Regions from separate parts of the Mus musculus genome. Here regions 2, 3 and 4 are each linked to region 1. A link is a contact called in public Hi-C, HiChIP or PLAC-seq and promoter capture Hi-C data. All regions are on one chromosome and are shown on one strand. The core of a region is the stretch at or near the end of the contact, and the rest is flanking DNA. Distances in the headings are between cores, read along the strand shown. Region 1 holds the start of Tmem218 (transmembrane protein 218). Region 2 holds the start of Hepacam (hepatocyte cell adhesion molecule). Region 3 overlaps Pknox2 (Pbx/knotted 1 homeobox 2). Region 4 overlaps Pknox2 (Pbx/knotted 1 homeobox 2).

Evidence for each region. Promoter capture Hi-C pulls out the DNA fragments that hold promoters and counts their contacts. Hi-C and Micro-C count contacts between places; a contact is called where the count stands out from the background. HiChIP or PLAC-seq counts read pairs in DNA pulled down with a chosen protein or histone mark.
Region 2: a promoter capture Hi-C map of pre-B cells shows a contact between it and region 1. The contact joins the promoter of Hepacam here to the promoter of Tmem218 in region 1. A contact is called at or near these places in 16 of 39 promoter capture datasets (the 3T3-L1 cell line, 3T3-L1-derived adipocytes, the C10 cell line and 9 more), 2 of 484 Hi-C or Micro-C datasets (hematopoietic stem and progenitor cells and regulatory T cells), 2 of 115 datasets of contacts at active chromatin or transcription factors (bone marrow-derived macrophages and embryonic stem cells) and 2 of 9 other capture datasets (adipose tissue and liver).
Region 3: a contact with region 1 is called in a Hi-C map of muscle stem cells, with 1.9 times the contacts expected there. The contact joins the enhancer-like site here to the promoter of Tmem218 in region 1. A contact is called at or near these places in 1 of 39 promoter capture datasets (cranial neural crest) and 1 of 484 Hi-C or Micro-C datasets (muscle stem cells).
Region 4: an H3K4me3 HiChIP or PLAC-seq map of embryonic basal ganglia shows a contact between it and region 1, with 4 times the contacts expected there. The contact joins the enhancer-like site here to the promoter of Tmem218 in region 1. A contact is called at or near these places in 11 of 39 promoter capture datasets (the C10 cell line, cranial neural crest, embryonic stem cells and 6 more), 1 of 484 Hi-C or Micro-C datasets (uterus), 10 of 115 datasets of contacts at active chromatin or transcription factors (bone marrow-derived macrophages, craniofacial prominence, embryonic basal ganglia and 7 more) and 2 of 9 other capture datasets (liver and macrophages).

What each region holds. Positions count from the first base shown.
Region 1 is chr9:37,206,484-37,211,447 of GRCm38.p6, forward strand. It overlaps Tmem218 (transmembrane protein 218), which reads left to right and starts at 1,740. Exons shown (of 4, transcript NM_025464.3): 1 at 1,740-1,922.
Region 2 is chr9:37,364,787-37,369,801 of GRCm38.p6, forward strand. It overlaps Hepacam (hepatocyte cell adhesion molecule), which reads left to right and starts at 2,820. Exons shown (of 7, transcript NM_175189.4): 1 at 2,820-2,975. The coding sequence starts at 2,891.
Region 3 is chr9:37,045,463-37,051,057 of GRCm38.p6, forward strand. All of the region lies in intron 2 of Pknox2 (Pbx/knotted 1 homeobox 2), which reads right to left. Gm34538 (a long non-coding RNA gene) reads left to right here. Exons shown (of 7, transcript XR_003948122.1): 3 at 3,385-3,808. Among named protein-coding and RNA genes, the nearest start is that of Gm34538, 11 kb to the left of the region's middle. Within about 2 kb of position 1,784, at least 39 of the 459 cell types and tissues checked have an H3K27ac peak or open chromatin away from gene starts, as enhancers often do. A contact at or near this core is called in muscle stem cells, where this site is marked.
Region 4 is chr9:36,962,786-36,968,064 of GRCm38.p6, forward strand. The region is part of intron 4 of Pknox2 (Pbx/knotted 1 homeobox 2); the gene reads right to left. Among named protein-coding and RNA genes, the nearest start is that of Gm34652, 8.7 kb to the right of the region's middle. Within about 2 kb of position 1,571, at least 19 of the 459 cell types and tissues checked have an H3K27ac peak or open chromatin away from gene starts, as enhancers often do.

The sequences.
Region 1 (4,964 bases), core at 490-2,989:
CAAACTTCAAATGTCCCCATGAGATCATAGTTTGTATTAACTTAAAACACCTAATGGCTTATTTTGCCCCCCCCCCCCCGCCTCTATCAAGAACAAATGATTTTACACATTTGAGAAAGACAACTAAACATTACTCCGAGTTGCTTTTGCTTTTGTTTGCTTGGGAGAGAAAAAAAAACTGTCTAACAAAGTTTGTTATGGCTTGGATGTCAAAGGCTGGCTCTGATGAGCTTAAGAGTGACTGCATCCTGAGGCCTCATCAGTGAGTTAATTACCTTAGATGGGTTCATAGTTAGACAGACTGCTGGAAAGGGATGGAAACTGGCACAACCTCTTCTTACCTTTAGGGATATGTGCATGCAGGTGGTACACATGCAGCATGTAGGCAGAACATGCATACACAGGAAATAAAAGTTTAAACATCCAAGTGTTCTCATGTGTGCTATCCTCTGGAGTAACTAACTATAAATTAGATCTACACCTTGTGTCCTTGACCTGCCATTACAAAACTATGTAAAACTCATTAAGACAAGAGTAACATTTTATTTCTTGTGTATCCTCTCAGTTTCTAATAGTACATAGTTACAGTAACAATAGCATAGCTCCTCAATAAGGCAGCTAACGTTCAGTCGTTAAAGAGGTAAGGACCTATAGGTCTCTACAGTCAAGAAAACTGAATCAGCCTCCACTTCATTCATAATTCAGAAAAAGAGTGCACTGAAAGCCAGGCTAGTGACTCATGCCTTCAATACCAGTACTAGGAAGGCAGAGGCAGACACATCTGTGAGTTCGAGGCCAGCCTGGTTGACATAATGAGTTCCAGGACAGCCAGGGTTACATAGTGAGAATCTGGAGAGAAGGGACGGGACGAGAGAAAGAAGTAGAGGGAGAGAGGGAGAGAGGGAGAGACAGACACAGAGACAGGCAGGCAGTCGAGCAGGCAGATAGAATACATCCAGGCCCAATTTTGTCTAAGGACACAGCTTCCAGGACCGCAGTTCACAAATCTTATATTGCTTTTGTTTTCCCTTCACGCTTGCACGACGAAGGATGCAAACTTTGACCGGTTTCCATTCACTGGCCTGATCTTTTGATCAGACACCCTATAGCCTGCATACAAAATCTTGACACATTCTGGGTAGCAGTTAGGGAAGAACACTCTTCCACACATGTGGACCAGCTGCCAGTATAGGGTGGCAAGAAGGGAAAAGGGTTTATGTGACCTCGGGCCTCTTCCCAAGTCTGTCTCTTGGTTTCATTGATCCTTGCCTTGTCGGTACATGTCAAAACCTAAAGGAAGAAAAACTACCAATAAAATAAGGCCCAGTAAGGAGAATGTGTTGTTATTTTAACTAGTGATCTGCATTCAATTCAGGAGGGATTCTAGGGATCCTGAAATGCCAAGCCGATTTGATTGTCCCCACAATCCCAGGCTCCTGCGGACTGGTCATCAGATAGATAGCGGGGCAGGAATTGGTGTCTAGACCGCGGAACAGCTCTCTGTGATCGGTCGGAGCAATCTCAATCGCGAAAGCAAGAAGCTATTAAACGGTCTTCCCGTTGTTGTCCAAGGGTTTAATCCTTACCAAGGTGTGATTGACAAGCATTGCTATCCAATTGAAACTGAGGACAGTACATATAGACCAATGGGAGGACGTAAAGGAGACTGACGTACACACCACCCACCCACCACGCTTTGCGTTGCCTGGAGCCACAGCCAACGTCAGCTATTGAGGACGCCCTTAAGTGCTGAAAGGGCGGCTTTGATTGGTCCATCTTAAATTTCTTAAATGAGCCCCTACTTGTGATTCGTCCAAAGTAGACCAAAGCCTGGATGAAGGGGACAGAGAGCGAGGGGTGAGTCCTGGTGAGGAACCTGAGAGCCGGGTGAGGACCGGAGGCTGGCCCCAGACGCCTGGAAGGTGAGGGCGGGAGGCGCGCGGGCCACCGAAGGTCATCCTGGCCGCAGGCCTGGGATTACTGCTCAGTCCCCAGTGTTCCCAGCTGCGGTGCTGGGAGCTGATGTGTGGTGAACCCTGCAGACTGAATCGCTGCCTGCCCAGTAAAAAGGGCAGGACGCTGAAGCACCCTCTTTCTGTCAGTCAGGTGTCACCTGGTCTTTAGGGGTCGTGACATTTGATTTTGCCCAGAGGTGCATGTGATTAACCAACAAAGATTAGGAGGCATTAGCCTAATGTTTTAAAACCCAAACGAGGCTGAAGTTTCTAAAGTAGGAAAAAAAAAAAAAGTGTAGGCTCTCACTCCTCCAGTTTGTTGATTTTGGGGATAGGCCTTGCTCAATATCCCCGGCAGGCCTCAAACTTATGGTCGGTCCTCTTGCCCCACCCAGCCTTTTGAATGCTAGGATGACAGATGTGTACTACCACATCAGGCCATTCTAACTATTTTTGAAGGTTTGGAATAAGCAATTAAAAAAAAAAAAAGTTAAAAAGAGAGCTGGGCGTAGTAGTGGCGTTAATCTTTAGTCCCAGCAGGCTGGAGGCACAGGCAGTCAAATCTTTGTGAGTTCGAGGCTAGCCAAGTGTACAAAGCTTTACCCGGGAAAAAAAGATATCTCCAGAAAGGCAATCCTGTCCAGTAACCTACCATTTCTATTGCGTTCAAGGACTTGGTCCTGAAATTTGGGGTACGGGCAAGGTATCATCCACCAGCAGCCTTACACCACACTGCCTTATCTGTAATTTCCATCTGCCCCAGACAGCAAACTGTCCTCTGAGACAGGTATTAGTTTTCTCCCTTAAGATTCTCAGCTTGTCTTGCAGAGGTGGCCCATGCCTTTAATCACAGAGGCTGAGAGTTCTCTGAGTTTGAGGCCAACCTGATCTAGTTCCAGGACAGCCAAGGGTACACAAAGAAACCCTGTCTCAAAAACCAAAAACAACCAAAGATCCTCAGCCTGGTGGTGGGCAGGATTTTCATCCAATGAACCCAGGGTGCAGGATGTTTGTTTCTTTGTTTGTTTGTTTTCCCCTGGAAATTGGGTGAAAGGGGCTGTCAAACCAACCTTAGGTGGAGGAAGAATTCAAGACATATAGATTCAAAAGGGTCCGGAGAACTTTATAAGGAACCTCACAGTCTCCATCACAGGGAGAAAAACAAACAACAAAGCACCTGACCTTGTCTTGCTTTTGTCAACTGCTACACAATGTGTTTAAATTTATACAAATTGTTTTTTTCCTACTCTAGGTTACTTGTTTCTAACGAATTGACTCTTAAAATTGTGTCGGCTTAAGCATCAACTCTCAGAGAATACTTGGATGGTATTCTGTGTCTTAAGTAAATGGACATTTTTGTTTGTTTGTTTTAATCAAATCTCACTAACAAATAATTTAGCTATTCCCAAGACTTGGGGTTGTAGCTCAGATGGCACAGTCACACCTAGCATGCGTGAGACCCTGAGTTCTACCCCTAGTGTCATAAACAGGGAGTGGTCCACTGTAATCGAAGGGAAGGTAGATGCAGGGGAATCAGAAGGTCACTGGGGCTGGAGAGATGGCTCAGTCCAGGCTTAAAGCTCCCTGTAACTTCAGTTTCAGAATCTAATGTCCTCTTCTGGCCTCCACAAGCACCTGCATAAACATCACACAGGCACACACACACAGGCACACACACAGACACACACACACACACACACACACACACACACACACACACCAATTAAAAAAAAATCTAAAAGAACCCCAAAAGAATGGTTTGGTTATGAAGGGCTTGGAGCTGTGTGTTCTATCACTTAAGAGTCATCCCGTAGGTGTAACTTGATGTCACCTGAGCCTGTCAGCATCCGTGGGGATGGAAGATCAATGCTTCTGATGTTCCCAGCCCCCGCTGTCATTTATCCTGATTTCTAGGTGATAAGAGTTTGTTCATGTCTTCCAGGTTGTTGTATGATATCCAAAACAGCACAACTAATCCTAAGTAGACATTTCTTTCAAGGAAGCCCATCAGCTCAGCCAGTCAGGCTAGTTGTTTCTGATATGTCTTTTGACCCCTTTCCATTTCCATAGCTAGGACAAGTGTTCTTATCTGGAGAACTGTGGTAGTCTCCTAACTCATCACCTGCCTCTGCTCTCTGCTCTCTGCTCCCAAATCCTGTAAGGTACACTCTGATGTGGGGGAGATTGGTTCTAAACAAGAGCTCTGCCACTGGGTAACTCTGACCCTCCCTCACGTTTGTCTGTTTATTTATTTTTGGTAACTTTATTTTTAAACAGTCTTACCAAATTGCCCAGCTGGGCCTTGAACTTGAAATTCTGCGTCAGCCACTCAGGGAGTGGTATAGGCCTGAAACCACTAAACCTAGCTATTAGATATAAAAATGAAGAAGTCTCATATGTCTCAGCCTGGGGATATGGCCCAGAAGTTAAGAACACTATCCGAGGACCGAGATACAATTCTCAGCACCCACATGGCAGCTTACAACTCTCTGTAACTCCAGTCTCAGGGGATCTGGCACCCTCACACAGACATATATGCAGGCAAAAGACCAATGCACACACAATAAAAATAAACATTGAAAACAATTTTAAAAGTAAGTTTCACAAAGTGTTTAAGAACTAGAGGCTATTGAAATCTCTAGTTTGGGGAATGTAGTAGAGTCTGCCAACCAGATTAATAAATATTCTCATTCTGCTTATGGTTTTTATCTTAAAGAAATGAAGCATCACAAATTGTTAAATTCCTTATATTCTCTTTGCTGGTCCCATTCTGGTTTCTTCCTCCTCCCCGAGACACTTACCAGAGTTGCTGTGTACAATTTATACTCGTTGTTCTGTTGTTGTTGTATATTATGTGTGTTCGGGGTTGGCACACTTACATGTGTGTGCCTGCAGAAGCTGGAGGACAACCTCAGGTGTCATCCTCAAGAACTCTTGTCTACTTCATTTGACACAGGGTCTCATTGCTCTAGAGTTTAACTAGGCTAGACTGGCTGGCCAGCCAGCTCC
Region 2 (5,015 bases), core at 1,570-4,069, 160 kb after region 1:
GAAGCCAAGTGCGATAGCACATGCTTCAAGGACTAGCATTTGGGAGATGAAGGAAGAAGAATCAGGAGTTCAAGGCTACAATGAAACCTTCTCTCAATAAATAAAAAAGAAATAAATAAACATAGAAGGGAGTTTCGAACTTTGCTCTCACCAAGATAAAATGATCCCTGCATGAAGGAAGAGGAAGAAAGAAAATGCTGCTTTAAAAGGGAGGGAGGCTTTGGGGACCATTGAGGCTGCTCAGCAAGTCAAGGTACCTGTCACCAAGCCCGATGACCCAAGTTCAATACCTAGGACCAACATGGTGGAAAGAGAGAATCAACTCCCCCAAGTTGTGTACCCACACACATGCTTGCACAAACAATAAATAAATGAATTATATGTTTTTAAAATGTAAAAGGTTATGAGAGAGGGACTCCTGAGGCTCCACCTCTTCCTAAACCTTTGGATAGTTAATGGTTGCTGGGGGGAGACAGAGTCCTTTTGGTTCTGTGGTGGAACCACTGGGAGGTTAGCCAAGTTCCAGAAAGAAAGCCTCTGCCCACACTCATGTAAACACCCCTGATTAAACTTAGTGGGAAAAAAAAAAAAAACCACAAACAAACAAACAAAACAGAACAAAATAAAGCAAAAATATTTGAAGAATAGCTTATTTTTCCAGTCTTCCCTTCCTCCACTCACACCGCTTCAGCCGTTTCTTTTGTCTTCAATAAACTTTGTTCCCTTGCTTGGTCATACACACACACACACACACACACACACACACACACACACACACACACACACACCCAAAGATATGAAATTAGGAGGAAGGAGGAAGATTTCTTGGGAAGAATGCCTTCTCAGATGATTTTGGGGGGGGGGGGGATAAGAGAAGGTAATGGGAGGGGGAAATGAACAAAATATACTATATACATGTAGAAAGTAGTCAAAGGATTAAAAAATATTTTTAAGTTGCTTTTTTAAAAGGGAGAGGGCTGATAAAATAAGGCAGAGTGGTGCATACTTGAAATTCCAATACGAGTGACGTGGTAGCAGGAAGATCAGGAGTCCAAGGCCATCCTCACTACATAGCTAGCTGGAAAGCAATCTGTCTCAAGAACACAGACAAACAACAATGGGAAGTGTCCTACAGTGCCACCTGGGAACTGCTAGCGAGAATGTAAATGAGTTAGGTTCTTTGGAAAACAGTTTGGGAGCTCCATAAAAAGTTCCATAAACAGGTGTGGTGCCATCAATATAGATAGCATACCCATATAGGCAAAATCCACGTGGTATGGTGTCACGGAGATAGCATACCTACAACAGGCAAAATAGACAGAAAGTAGATGGGGCTGGGGAGAGGAAATACAGTTAGTGACAACTAAGAATAGAAGTGTTACATAGGGAAAGCTAACTAAAATTAGACATTTGTGGTAGTCTCAGAACCTTGTGAAAATACTAAAGCCACTGAACTGTACATTCTAAAAGGGTGAATTTCCTGATATATGAATTCTGTCTTAATTTAAATGTTTTAGCATAAAATTAAAGGGGGGGAACTAAAACTAGGGGGGAAGCCTGATGGGTGGCTTTCAAATTTTAAGTCTATCAACATAGACTAATTTTTACTTTAAGATTAAGTATATTCATGTGTAACTAAGAAAAATAAAATAGAAATAAAATGCCCTTTTTTGGTGTTTTGTTGATTCATTTGGGGTTTCTGTTTCATTCTGCTGAGATGGGGGTCTCATGTTGCAGCCCAGCTCAGCCTGGAACTCATGATGTAGCCCAAACTTGTCTCAAACTCAGAGCAGTTTTCCAAGGGCTCAACCCTGCAAGTGCTGAGATCACAGGCGTGCCCCTGTTTCGGTTTTTTGAAACAGGGGTATCACTGTGAACCTCAGATTGGCCTTGAACTCCCAGTCTTCCTGCCTCTGCCTCCTTAGTGCTGGGACTACGGGTGAGCCCGGCACACTCACTTAAATGATTTCTCCTAACTAAGAATTTGCTGGGTGTTCTGTAGCAACCTTCACCAATCCTCCCAACAATTCCTCCGGGGAGGCCATTGTTTTAGCCATTTTACAGAGGTAAAACTCAAGGGCTCAAAGATACTGAGTCCATTCCATTACTGCAGAGTTACCGAGCGTTTTATGAGAAGGCATGGCCAGGAGGCAGGCTAGGCTATCACACTGATGGGAGAACCCAAGGGTGCCGGAGTGTGGAGCATTAACCTCATCTTTACTCTGACATGTCCTAGAGCACTGACTGCAGGGAAGGGGATGACAGTGGACTCTGGAAAGACACTCCCAGCATCTATCTGAACCTGTGATAAGAGACAATCCCAACTAGAACAGGCATGAAAGTAACCGAAATCAAACCCTTTTCCAATTTTCTTCTTGTGGGCTAAAACACCACTTCTTCAGTAATTCTTTGACGTCTCTCATTTCTCGAGATATCCAAAAAACACCCCCTCCCATACCCACCCGGCCACCTTTTCTCTCTTATTAGAAGTCCGTCCTGAAACAGAAGGAGGAATGTGAGGTGGAGCCTTCTAAATTGGAACACATTTATGAGCCCAGATCTGCCTCTGCCTTGGGAGTGGGACTTTATTGAAAGACAAGCCAAGAACCACTGGACCACCTGAGCCCCATAGGATGGAACCTGCTATTAACATCTAAACAGATACTCCTGTCCAAACTAAGGGGCGAAGGGCTTGGAAAGTAGAAAATGCTAGGTCTGAGCAAAGCGAGAGGAGAGAACAAGGCCAGCAACACACAGAGCTCTGTGTATTCAGAGGGAAGTTGGCAGGGTTGTGCTCGGGCAGAGAAACTCCGAGTGGTACAAAGGGACGTGCCCGGAGTGGAGAAATCATGCTAATTGTCTGCACCAGAGCTGGAGAACGCCACCCAAAATGAAGAGAGAAAGGGGAGCCCTGTCAAGAGCCTCCAGGGCTCTGCGCCTCTCTCCTTTTGTCTACCTGCTTCTCATCCAGCCAGGTAAGAGATCAGAGGGTCTAGAGAAAAGAACTGGGGGGCATTTGACAGAGGGAAGGGGAGAGCAGAGCCTGATACCTTCGGGGCTGGAGGAGGGGAGAGCGCTCAGTGGCCGTGGGAAGCATCTCAGTGAATTCAGGAGTCAATGTTGAATATATCTGTTCATTCCCTGTGCTTCCCGCCTGGCCCCCGGCCCCCTCCCCGAAAGGCTGCATGACTTTGGAGCGCCCACGGCATTCAGTACATTAGCTGGAAAGGCATCATGCCACTTCTTATGGGATGACTTGCTGGCGTGGGCCAGACCAGCATTCTTTTTAAGGGCTTATGTGAGCTCTTGGTGGGAGAAGGGGGAGGGGAAATCTTGGTTTTGCACCTCCCAAACCTCTACTGTGGCTTCTCTGAGTGTCAAACATCGTGAAAGATGAAAGAAACTTTGTAGATAATGAGCCTCCTGGTTTAGGATAGCAGTCAGTCCTAGTCATAATTTACTCCAAGCCATAGACACCTACCTCTTGTAGCGCCCCCTAGTAACACTATAGAGAACTGGTCTTATTTTAAGTACTGTAGATATTTATATGTTCATACACACAATTACAGGGAACCTAGAAATGCACATCTTAATGTGGCAAGCGGATACATAGATCATTTTAACAAAAAGCAGGAATCAGAAAAAAAAAAAAAAGTCACCTGCCTCCATCCAGGAAGCTGGGGCTGGTGGGGCAGGATGCTGGGGCTGGTGGGGCAGGATGCTGGTGGGCGTTGAGACCCAGGGAATGTTTCCTTATAGAAAGTATGCACTGAATCTCAGAAGACGGGGAAAATAGGTAGGAGCGTGAGCGAGATTATTGTTGGGACAAAGGTCAAGAGCTTGAAATAGTATCGTGTGTTTAGGCGGAGCCCAGAAGTTCAGCATTGCTTAGGGAAAAGTGTGAACTGAGTTCAGTAGAAGCCTTGTAAACCTTTCTCAGAAAATGAGACTGAGTCTATAAATGGTCGATGGGGACGCTGCATGATCTTTGATTTGGGAACTGGCAGGGTGAGTTTTACTTTTTAGATCTCTTGGTCTTCAGTGAGGCACTGAAGGAGAAACAAGGCAAAATAGATGAGGATGGAGGCCGATTTCATTCCTCTGAGCCCATGAAACAAAATAACACAGACTAGGCGGCTTAGGTAGCAGAAAGTTGGTGTCTTGCAGTTCTGAAAAGCAGACCTTAGAGATCAAAGTACCGACATGCCACACTCCCTCTGAGAGCACTAAGGACAGATCTGTCCCAGGCTTCTTTGGCTTGTGGCAGCAAAATTCCAGCCTTCAGGTGGCGTTTTCCTGTTTGCGTGTCAGTGTTCGAATGTCCCAGTCTTACAAGGACTTGTGCGGAAGTGGATCCACCCTACTACAGTATGACCTCATCTTAATTCCTTGTCTCTGAAAAGACCCCACTGCCAAAAGAAATCGGATTGTGAGGTGCAGGGCTTGGGGTGGAGATTAGGAGGACTTCAGCATGTGAGTTTGAGGAGATGTAGGTTAGCCCACATCAAAGCTATTTTTTAATTATAAACTATGCCAATAAGATGTTAGTTATGAGGCAGGCATGGTGGTGTATGCTTGTAATCTCAGCACTTGAGAGAGGTATGAGGATCAGGGGCCGAAGGCCGTCTTTGACTATACAGTGAGTTTGAGTACAGCCTGGGCTACATAAGATCCTTTCCAAAACAAACAATGTTAGCTATAACCTATGAGAGCTAAATGTTGGGCCATAGACTATTGTACTGTTATTGTATCAAGCCATAAAAGTACAAATTCTGAAAGAGGTCTCTGCCATCTTTACAGTTTTATTTTGGAAAATTCGAGCTCCTGGAACAGACAAACTCCAACATTTAAGTTTTTGTTATTAATTATGTGTCAGTGGAATGAAGTGGTAGTGGGAAACAAGGGGTGGTACTGCATAGAGCCCTCAAGCAAGACGCTTAGCTCATGGGATTCTGTCTATTTCAGTGTGTGTCCATGGACAACTGTGGGGTTTGCCTCTATTTATTCCAGATAGA
Region 3 (5,595 bases), core at 534-3,033, 160 kb before region 1:
TCTGTATTTGAAAGGCCCCTCCCTTCAAGCCTCCATTCAGTTTGTATCAAATATTCCAGGAGAAGATGCCAGAGGCCTGGGTTATTGGATATTTGTCGAGTTCAATAAAAGGTGCTTGGTGGCTCCAGGCTGATGATGTTCTCTGGTTTGTCACTGTAACACTTACCGGCTATGGCCCTGCCACTCCAGGCACTGGACATTAGGAAAAGCAAGAGCAGGTTTTATTAACCAAGCCAAAAGACATGAACTTGCATTTGTCACAGAGGATGGGGCAGAGGTGGCTTCCTATCAGAGATCAGGCCTCACCATGGATCCTTTTGAGTTAGGTCATTTCTCGGCTGAGTACTAAGCAGAGTCAGAAACAGCCTTGAGCTATGAGCTGAAAAGAGTCCCACAGAGGCAGCACTTTTTTATAAGGCTTATATTCCTGTTTCTTAAACACACCATCAGTTTATAGCTAACGTGACACTCACTGAAAAGCTTAACAGAATGGAAATCAGAACCTCTGGAAAGAAGGGGCTCAGTCTGCCCTGAAACCCAAGTGCCCAGCACAGTGTCCTGAGATGTGGTTACCTCCTCAATACAGAGTGAATGAGTGAATGGAGCAGTGGCTGGGAGCAGAACCACATTAGTGCTCTGACTTGGATGGAGGCTGACTCATACAGTGACAGAGCAACAAAGGCCAAGGAGATCCAATAAAGAAAGAATTATCAAGGACTGTGTCCAGGCACTATTCTGGTTTGGCACAGTTTGTCTGTTTTTAATTTATGTGTATGTGCCTCTGTGTATGTGGATGCATAATATGTATGTGGGTGCCAGTGGAGGACATGTATCTTTTGGAGCTAGACTTTCACGTATAAGCTCTCTGATGTGGGTGTCAGGATCCAAAATCCAGTCCTCTGATAGAGCAATTGGCATGCCTGACTGATGAGGCATATCTATCTCTTTGGACCCCAGAGAATGATTCTAAATGTCTTATCATATTAAAATAGTGTACAAATGGCATCTTGGTCTTAAAAGTAAGGCAGAAGCATAGCTTTTGAAAGCAGAGGAAAATGGCCAAGAAGACTAATACAGAGCTCTTGACCACCTTCTTAATAAAGGAGGTCAGAATACATCCTAGATCCTGGGCAGGACCTAGTCTTGTGGCTGTCCCGATAAACAGGAAATGGCAAGGGCTACAAATCCCTAGATAGGATCATCAGCTCCCCTGAAAGGCTCAGAGGTGGAGCCATAGACATGATCCCTGAAGAATCTTAGGTGTCACCTAAGCTGAAGCCAAGCATCTTTGGTTCCAACCAAGTGATGGTACCTGATATACATGAAGACCTCTCAGGTCAAACATCAACCTCTCTCGGCAATAGACAGGCATGGTAATACAGCTACCTATAATCCTAGCACTTGAGAGGTAGAGGCAAGAGGATAAAAAAGTTCAAGGTCACCCTCAGCTATGTAAGGAGCCAGCCCTGGAAGAGTTGTAAAGATGCAGGCTTTTGATCATGAGGTAGGGGCAGGTATATCTCTGAGATCAAGGCCACAGTGAGATCTTGTCTCAATAGAAGAAGGAAGAAGAAAAGGAGGAGGAGGGAGAGGAGGAGGAAAAGGATGAGGAGGGAGGAAAGGAAGGAAGGAAGGAGGAGAGAGAGAGAGAGAGAGAGAGAGAGAGAGAGAGAGAGAGAGAGAGAGAGAGAGAGAGAGCAACAGTGAAGTAGACATTGGCCCTGCTCCATAAGTCCACGACCCGGAAGGAACAAGGTGCTAGTTTCGAGTTCCACATTTCTTCCCATTATCTTATTTTTGGAGACATGAGACTCACCATTTGTTTTAATTTCATCCTCAGTGAAGTTATAACAGACTGGCAACGTGTTAGCTGTAAAAGACTTTTTTTTTTTCAAGCCATGAGTTGTTCCTCATTAGTCTCTGCCACATGAAAAAATTATCAAGAATCTGGGCCACAAGTAGATGGATGGCTTTTAAGATTGAGAATACACACTGGATGATGTCAGGTCTGGGGACACTGACAGAAGATAGTTAAAGGGAGGAAAGGGCAGAAAATGCCATTTTAAAACTGAAATCAAACCTTCAGAGTCTGGGCCCTGGAGGTGACTCATGGTGAAATATGTCATGGTAGATTCAACCGTTTTCCCAAAGAAACTTCCCCTAACTGCAGAGGGAGGACCACACTGCAGCCAGGAGAGAGGAATGTGGATAGAGTCACATGGTTTTCAGGATCCTTCCCAGGGAGGAGTGGGTGGTGGTAGCTGTAGTGTTATTGGCGAGGTTGTGGCCCATGGGAATCCATAAAACTAGGAACACTGAGTTACTCAAATATTAGCCATGATTTCTTAAAACCTGGGGGTGGAGCCGCACTAATAGATTCCTGAAGATAGACAGGAAGTGTGTTCGGCTGAAAAGGGCGGCTGAACAGAGGCAATGGTAAAATATTCAGGAACTGCATATTCTCACTTCCACCCCCCATCTTATTTATTGTTACATTTTCAGTACTTACCACAACGCCCAGCACACGTAGAACACGCCATAAATATTTGTTAAATGAATACATGCATGAAACCCAACTCTAGGAAACTCTTTTTGATCGCACCAGGCCTTTGTGAGGACCCATTAGGATTCCAACTATATGATCTGGTCCTGTGAAGGTGTACCAAAGGGCCCAAGTCTGAATGTTCAGCAGCCTTTCAGATGCATGCCACCAAGTACTGAACGGACCCACAACAGCCCTGCCTGCCATTCTAGAGAAGACTGACGTGAATCCCTGCCTTGTTTCCACGCACTCACTTTCAGCCCCACTCCCACTGGATAATTGAAGCCACCAGCTTCCATCATTCAAATGAATACAAGCTTAAAAAACCAACCAACCAAACAAACAAACAAAAAAAAAACAATCAAAAGTCCAAGGGTCTTCAGTGTGGGAGATTTTGTTTTACCTGTGCAAGTGTTAGCAGTCAGGCTGGATTCCCAGCCCTGCCTTTAATTGTAGCCTGTATGCTATGATTGGAATTAAATGACATGCCAAATTAAAGAGTTATTTTTTCTAATAAATATTTTGCATAGGATGTGTTTATAATGGCATTAATTATTTATGCTGCCATATAGAGAAAGCATAAATATAAAGAGAGAGAGAGATCAGATGGTTCCTGTAGGAGAAATAAAATGAAAATTTCCATCAAGATGATGAATACCTGAATTCGAACTTTGGGGCTGGGCCTGGGGGGAGGTGGAGAGCCGGGGACATCTTGAGAACAAATCTGACAAGCGTTATGGAGGCTTTTGAGCGAGGAATATGTTAAAAATGAAAGTGAGTACAGAAACTTTAAATATTTAATACCTGCATTAATTCTAATTCACACTTTCTTTATTTTTCAGATTAAAAATTTACGAGAATTTCCCATCTCTTTCATCCTTCTCCTCCCATGGGGGCACTTGGCGGTCACTGTGCCTGGGACCAGCTTTAGCAGCATTTGGGTCACAAAGAGAACAAGGACAGTAGCCCCTGCCCCCCCCCCTCCTGTGACACCTGCTGTGAAACTGCCTCCACCCCTAGCTCCCCTCTGGAAAGCTACTGCTGTTGGATTTCTGGTGCCAGAGTGACTGATGGAACCAGAGGCCATTTCCTGCCCTCCAGCCCTGCCCCAAGAAGACCACGAAGTCCTGAGATGATGCAGCCAAGTTGTACATTTAAAATGCCTGCCCAGGTCTTGAACATGTTAGATCCACACCGAACTGAGGACTCCTCCAAGCAAGAGACTTTTTTGTCACATGCAGCCAGGAGGCCCCTCTGCCCTCACAGGTATTTTAGTCTAAAGCTGAATACATTTTATAAGCTGTCCTATCACCATGAGCCAGTGCTGACCTGGGTACAGGGCCAGCTTCTGCCCCTGCTCTAGTCTGCAGAAGCTGGTGAGCAAACATCAATGTCTGCATTTCTTACTGAAGCTCTTTCCCACACACCTTGGACCACTGAGTCAAACTTTCATTTCACACGGGCAAACCTTGCGTTCCAGAAGGTCCAAACTCTCCCTATATCAGAACTCCTTCCACGGTCTCAATGTGGCTCGCACAGCACATGGCCTCCAAAGCAGCAGGCAGTGAAGAAGGGAGACTGGATTAAAGCATGCTCCTTAACTGTGGCTACTGTGTGTGGGGTCCCAAGCTATCAGAACCACGTAGGCATAGGAACCTGAATGCCTCACCATGTCCTCACTCCCCATTTCACCTCAGAGACTCTGGGTTGGGTCCAGAGAATCAAACAAGAGCAGTTTTGAGTAAGTTCTAAGACTTAACAGCTCTCGGACCCTTAGGCTTTAAAGTATTCTGTCCTTTTCTCTCTCCATCTCAGACAGAGCCTCGCCACCCCCAAATACAGACACACACACACTCACACACCACTTGCCAGATTCCTACCCGGAACACCTTCATAAATAATGCTGATTAGGTCCTTCTCCTAATGAGGCCTCTGATCTCAGGCAATTCCGTACCCCTACCCACTCTTCCTCCTGTGCCTACTGATTCACTCACGTATCTATAAATCAGAGAAGGTGACACACACATGCTCACACACTCAAGCTCCCTTCTTCAAGAAGCTGGGTAGGGAATCTCACTGTAGTGGACACCGAGCTGTGGCTCAGGCCCTAAGAGATATTTGGAGTTGGTATCTCTTCTCCCAGTTACCAGCATAAGTTAGGCTGTCCCTTTCAGTGAAAAGAGCCGAGTGTGTAATCACCCCTGTTTGGAGACTGGAGGATTCCTCTACGCAGACCCTTCTTTCTCACAACTGAAAGAGCCCCGCCCATCTTGAAAGGGAAGGAGAAGTTCTCACCAAATAATGGGCATGAGTACCTAAGAAGGACCAGCTACCATCACAAGTCCTTTCCCATCATGCCTCCAGGACCAGTGTATCCTTCTGAACCCATCTCTTGATTCCTAAGGGTACCATCCCAGGACAAGAGTGAAATCCACAATCACACAGGAACACACATACAAGCACATGGGGACATTTGGTACTCCAGACACAACACATAAGCATCCCTCTGGTGTTTTGACAGTTTTAGATGAAGTAAGAAAGAAATGAGATAGCCGGAGAGATGTTGAGTTAGGACTTTGGCCCAGGTCTGCGAAGTGCCTGATGACTGTATCAGACACTAGGAGAATAACTTCAGTCCTGACACATTGCGGGGGATAAAATGTTTTACCACCAAGGGCTCCAAAACAGCTCCTTTCTCAAATACAGAAAAGCCAAAAGGCAAAAGCCGGGTGTGGTGGCGCACTCCTTTAATCCCAGCACTCAGGAGGCAGAGGCAGGCGAATTTCTGAGTTTGAGGCCAGTCTGGTCTACAGAGTGAGTTCCAGGACAGCCAGGGCTACAAAGAGAAACCCTGTCTCGAAAAAAAAAAAAAAAAAGCTTTGCAGAACCTGATACAACCTAGACTTTTCTGGAGTTGTCTATTTTCCCCTATTTGTTCTTCACTTCTTGGTTGGTTTTATTTCTTCACTTTTGTTAACTTGATATAAGCTAGAATCATCTAGGAAGAGAGGACCTCGATTGAGAAATTGCCTCAATAAGACTGGCCTGTTGGC
Region 4 (5,279 bases), core at 321-2,820, 240 kb before region 1:
CACAAGAGTTAGGGTCCTGTGCAATGGGGTGTGGGGGGTCTTGATTAATTAATTAGTTAATTCACATTTCATAGGCAGTGGTTTACAAAGAGTGTTACCAGATGCTGCCTCCCCTTAACTGCATACCTGGTTATCGCTGACAGGAAGCTGTAACAGAGACCAGGCAAGGGAGAGGAACCTTATCTCAGACTTCTCCGTTTTGGGGGACGTGACCACTCCTCACTTCCCATTCATTTCCAAAGGAGTCTTTACTCCTGTTATGGTCCCAAGCCAGCCAGTGATTTCCAACAGACTCTTTAGGGAGCCTAACAGAGTCTGATTGTGTGCATGGGTCTAGTGTGTGTGTGCGTGTGTGTGTGTTCTTAGCTGGAAAAACATATCTGATATGCCTATTGTGTTCCTAATAAAAAAGTAATTAAAGTTCAATCCCACCTGGGCCATGGAGATGTGCAGAAGATGCAGTGAGGAATCAAGCCAGAGCATAGCTGAGCAGATGCCGAGAAACCGCGCCTGGGTTCATACTAAAGTGTTCATAAGCTTCAGAGGCAAAAAGGGCAGAAGTTCCACTTTGCCTCTGCAGAAACAAAGGCTCCATAAGGACAGGAACTCTAATTCTGCACCCCCAGTACACGGCACACACTTGGCAGGACCCGCAGGAAGCACTCAACGTTTGTTACAAAGATGAAGAGACTGGAAGAGATCATTGCTGAAATCATTCGCCTGAATTTGTGTGTTAGATAGCAGCAGGGTCAGACCCAAGATGCCTGAATGTCTGCTGTGGGGCGTGATCCTGCTCTACCAACTCCAAGAACAACAGGAGTCCTGGTGTCTTACTAACCTAGCCCCTCATGCTAAGCCATAGGGACAGTGAGTCTCTTCAAAGGTGGCACGAGAGAGGACACAGCCTGTAAAGTGCTTCTCAACCCTGCTGCTCACGTGGTCACCTGTCCCCTGATTTATTTTAGGCTTTGTATCCTTGGGCCATTAACTATTTTTGTAGCTGTTTAGGGCACTTGTCCTATTTGGAGACAAGAAGATAGACAGTAAGACCTCTTGCTTCTGGTAACTGAGGTAAGAAGGAGGCTAATAAAGGCAAAACCTAAATCAGACCCTGAGCATGTTTTGTCACAAGCTTTTTTTTCCAGTCCTGGGGACAGTCCACCATCTCATATGCAGGGACAGAGAGGGCTCAGCTAGACCCGGAGTTTGCTTTTTCCCTCTATGCAATGAAGAATCCAGGTCTAAAGAAATGGGTGGCCCAAGCAGGCAGGGAGAAAGGTCACTGAATATAAAGGGAAGAAAGGCCCACAACAAAATAAAAGGAAGAGAAGAATATGTTTTGATGAATCAAATCGAGGGAAGGTGGGTCTCCCATATGGTCCCTGGGGTGTTGCCCCCGGGGGCAGAGGGAACTGTCAATCATAGCTACAGAAAAGGCTTAGGGGAACTTTCAAAGCAGATGAATTAACTTTATGCTGCAAAGTGAATGTGTTTCACAGGCAGCTGAGCAGAGGACCTTGCAAGGCAGGGGGCTCCGGGCCTTAAAGAGATGAGAGGAATGTAAAGGACTGTGACAACATCTGAACCTGCTTGCCCGGCACAGCTGCCTGGCCTGGATGGAGGCCATTCACAGCCAGGGGCCCCATCCACCCCCTTCTGCCTTGTTAATGAAACCAGCATGGGGATCCTAATGACTGATCAAAGCCCAGCCAGCTTCCCCAGGCCCGATGCACCCCCGGTTCTGCTTGGAGCATCTGGGCTAGGACAGGGAGGGGAAGCAGGGGCAAGTGGGTCGAGAATGCTTTGTAGCCCCATCTCTGGCTGTCTTACCTTCCCAGTTGCAGAAGGGGGGAAGGCCTCATTTTGACCCTGGAACTATGAATGCAGTTTCCTTGGTCCCTGACATCGTTCTCTTTACTCCAAGAGTCACAGGGGGATAAAGCAGTGGACCTCTGTTTCCATTAAAACTCTGGTTCCATTAAAGGCCTCAAGCAAATGTTTGCCTTCCTTCCTTCTGAAGGGAGCTTCCACAGATGAGCCTGAAAGCTGAGTTCTCATTTTGTCCATCATGCTCTCTCTGATGAACCAGGAAGCCAGTCCCTAGTAAACTGCCAAAGTCCCTCTCAGGGTAAGTATTGTTCTGTCATTCAGCAGCGGGAGCTCCCGGCTACCTGGCTATCCATCGATTCCCGTCTACCCTACGCACACAGTGCCACATCCACCAGGGCTGAGAAAGGACCCATTAAGATCTCTGCTTTCTGGTTGAATGTTCATGTAGCAAGCAGGGCCTGCTGTAAATGTGCAGACAGAGAATTTTAAACATTGACTATCTAACCCAATAGACCAGATGATTTAAATATGTGTCTTGCTTATAAACCAAGACCATCTATGGAACAGTAGATGTGTGTTTATGTTTGAGGAAGAGTAGGATGGAACTTGCTGCTTCCTCTTTCCTTGGTAAGGGCTTGGAAAGGGTAGAGAAGCTGTTGCCTTCACTACTAAATCCCCATTTCCTGGAATTGCTGGTAGAGCTGGGAGACCTTGGCATTGTGGGAGATGCTGCCTATGCATATGCTGCCTGACAAGGAACAGGAGGGCTTCAAATGTGTCTGAGGTGGGAGAGAGAATACAGGTAAGGATATAGGACTAGAAGGACTCACAGGGTGGTTGATCCCATGAGAAGTCTAGAAAATTTATATATATATATATATATATAATACATAATATATAATATACAATATTATATGTGTTATATATATATATATATATATATATATATGAATGCTATGACTTGGAGTTAGAGTTAGTAGGGGTTCTGGGGTAGAAGGAGGTGGGAGCTGTAAAAACCCCAGTGACTATGATGACCAGGCCAGAGTTGCATAAGAACAGAAACAATGATAGGCAAATCACCACGATGCATTGAACTGAGGGTTCATCCATGCACTTCCTATCCAGCCTCCCGGTATACAACATTTTCTTATACAATCCTGAGTTCGAGCAATCCACCTCTATCTCTTCAATGCATAGAATGAGGCACAGCATACTGGAATTGAGGTGTTAGAGTTTTTTAAAAAAAAATTGTTAAGTGATCTGAAGAGAAACCAGAGTATGAGGTATTGTAACTAGACAGCAGAGGGCGCTGCTTCTCCAACAGACTTCAACAGAGAGCTACAGGAAGGAGGAGGTAAGTCTACATGAAGGGTATTACTGTGTTGTTGCTTTTGCCACTTCTAAATATACAATCGGTCTTCAGAACATAATAAACAGAATGACGTCCTTATGAGAAGTCACAGAGTTTCCCCCAGACAAACTCAAACAGCCCAGAGGGGCTAGGAGCCACTTAGCCATCATACCACTTTGGCTTATGCCCAAATAGCATGGGGCCATAACCGTTAATGCTTCTCTACTAAAATGGAAAAGAAAAAAAAAAACTCCGTCATTTTTAATAACTTTATTCCCCAAACTTCAAAATGAAAATTGCCAAGTTAAGAACTTGCCTAGAAAAAAAATTCTAATTTATTATAAAGAAGGTCCGGGGCTTGGGAATTTTTTAATGCAGATTCCTAATTTTCCAAAGTGACATTCTCCTGTGCATTTGAATAGATTATACTCAGTATTGCTAGCCCTTAGCACAACGAGAACATTATTAAAACGATTGCACGGGTCTCTGAGGAGAGGCTCTGCTTCTTGCCCCCTTTCTCATTTTGGGGACTTCATATCAGAGACTGTCCATTCCTTGCCTGTGAAAGAAACTGGGTTTCTGGGGAGGTGACGCGAAGTTCTGTCACATAGGGAACAAAAGTCACAAGATTAGACCTGAAGGGGTAATGAAAGAGTGGGTCTCGTTTCCTGAGAGCCCCCCCGTTTAAGATGGTCCCCGTGTGCCTGACCCACAGTCCTATTATAAGGCCTGGCTTTCCCGAAGACGGTGTCAGAGAGCAGCTGGTTCTTTAGGATAATGACATTACAAGGGAAATAGAGCGGAGTTTTCCCCTGAGGAACTGGGGTTAGCTCTTCAGAGCTGAGAGGGAGGGAGGCAGGGGACCAGCTGTGTGGAATGCTAGTAGCCAAGCATATATACCCCAGCCATAAAGAATGGGGAAAGGGACCCCTGGGCCATTTGACTCCAAAGACTTTTCTTCCAAGGACCAGAAACCTCCATAGCCTCTGGGAACCCTTCTCCTGCTTCTTTCCCCCACTTTATCACTACCTTAACCCTTCTTCCTTAGCCTCCATCTTCAGCCTAATTCTTAAGGTTGAAGAGATCCAGAGAAGGAGTGTGAAGGTCCCATGCAGAGTCTCCCAAGCCTAGAGACTCAAGGGCATGTGCTGGCAGGTCACTGAATGATGAGAGGTTTTGTAGTTTCAGAGAGAGAGAGAGAGAGGAGTCAAAGATGGTTTGCAAAGTGGCCGCTACATCATCTGGCAACTTCCCAGAGGTTGAGAGACTCGGTGCACAGTACAGGTGGTCTGGGCTCACAGTAAGCTGTGGCATCAGCAGGCCATAGGACCTAACGTGAACAAAGTCCCCAGCCCTGTTTCCAAATCTCAATACTAGTTTCCATGTGGTCTGTGAGGGTGACAACGTTTGAAATGCTGGTGTGCAAGGGATAGAGAAGGTCAGAGGATGGTTTCTGCAGCGAAGGTGGATTGGCACGCAGTAGCTCTTCCCTGGGTTAAATGCTGAGTGAGCATTCTAGTGGATGGGATTCACACGACATGTGCCCAATAGGTAATTATCGAACTGAGATGAACTCGCCAGACTAGGGTAGAGAAAGAAGGCGAACACCAGTAAAGGGGGCGTCTCCTGTGAAAGCACAGCTCCAGAACTCAGGCTTTCAGGGACTCAGGGCTGCTGGGAGGCACCCAGAGCAGAGATAAGAAGAGATGGGTCTCAGGAACTGCAGCAGCACAGGCCACACAAGCTAGAAGCTTCCGGGGGGCGGGGGGGGGGGGGAAGGAAAACCAGAGAGAACTAAAGCATTCGGAAGACACTGCTACTGAAGGCCACTGCCACAGAAGGACTCTCAGGAGAGCATGGAGCTGAGGCTGGAAGATAAGGACCAGGGGAGGGGGATTGAAGTCATGGACCAAGAATCCTTCTCTTTCTAGGCAGAAGCCCAGCAGAGCCTTAAGAGATTCTTTAACAGGCAGATGGCAGGGCACCGGTCAGAGCGCTCAAGAGGTCAAGGGAAGGGAGATGTGGTACTAAGGACAGCAGGGATCTCCCAAATAACCTGTGCGCATTGTGTCCCCAGATTGTCACTGTCAATCTTGCC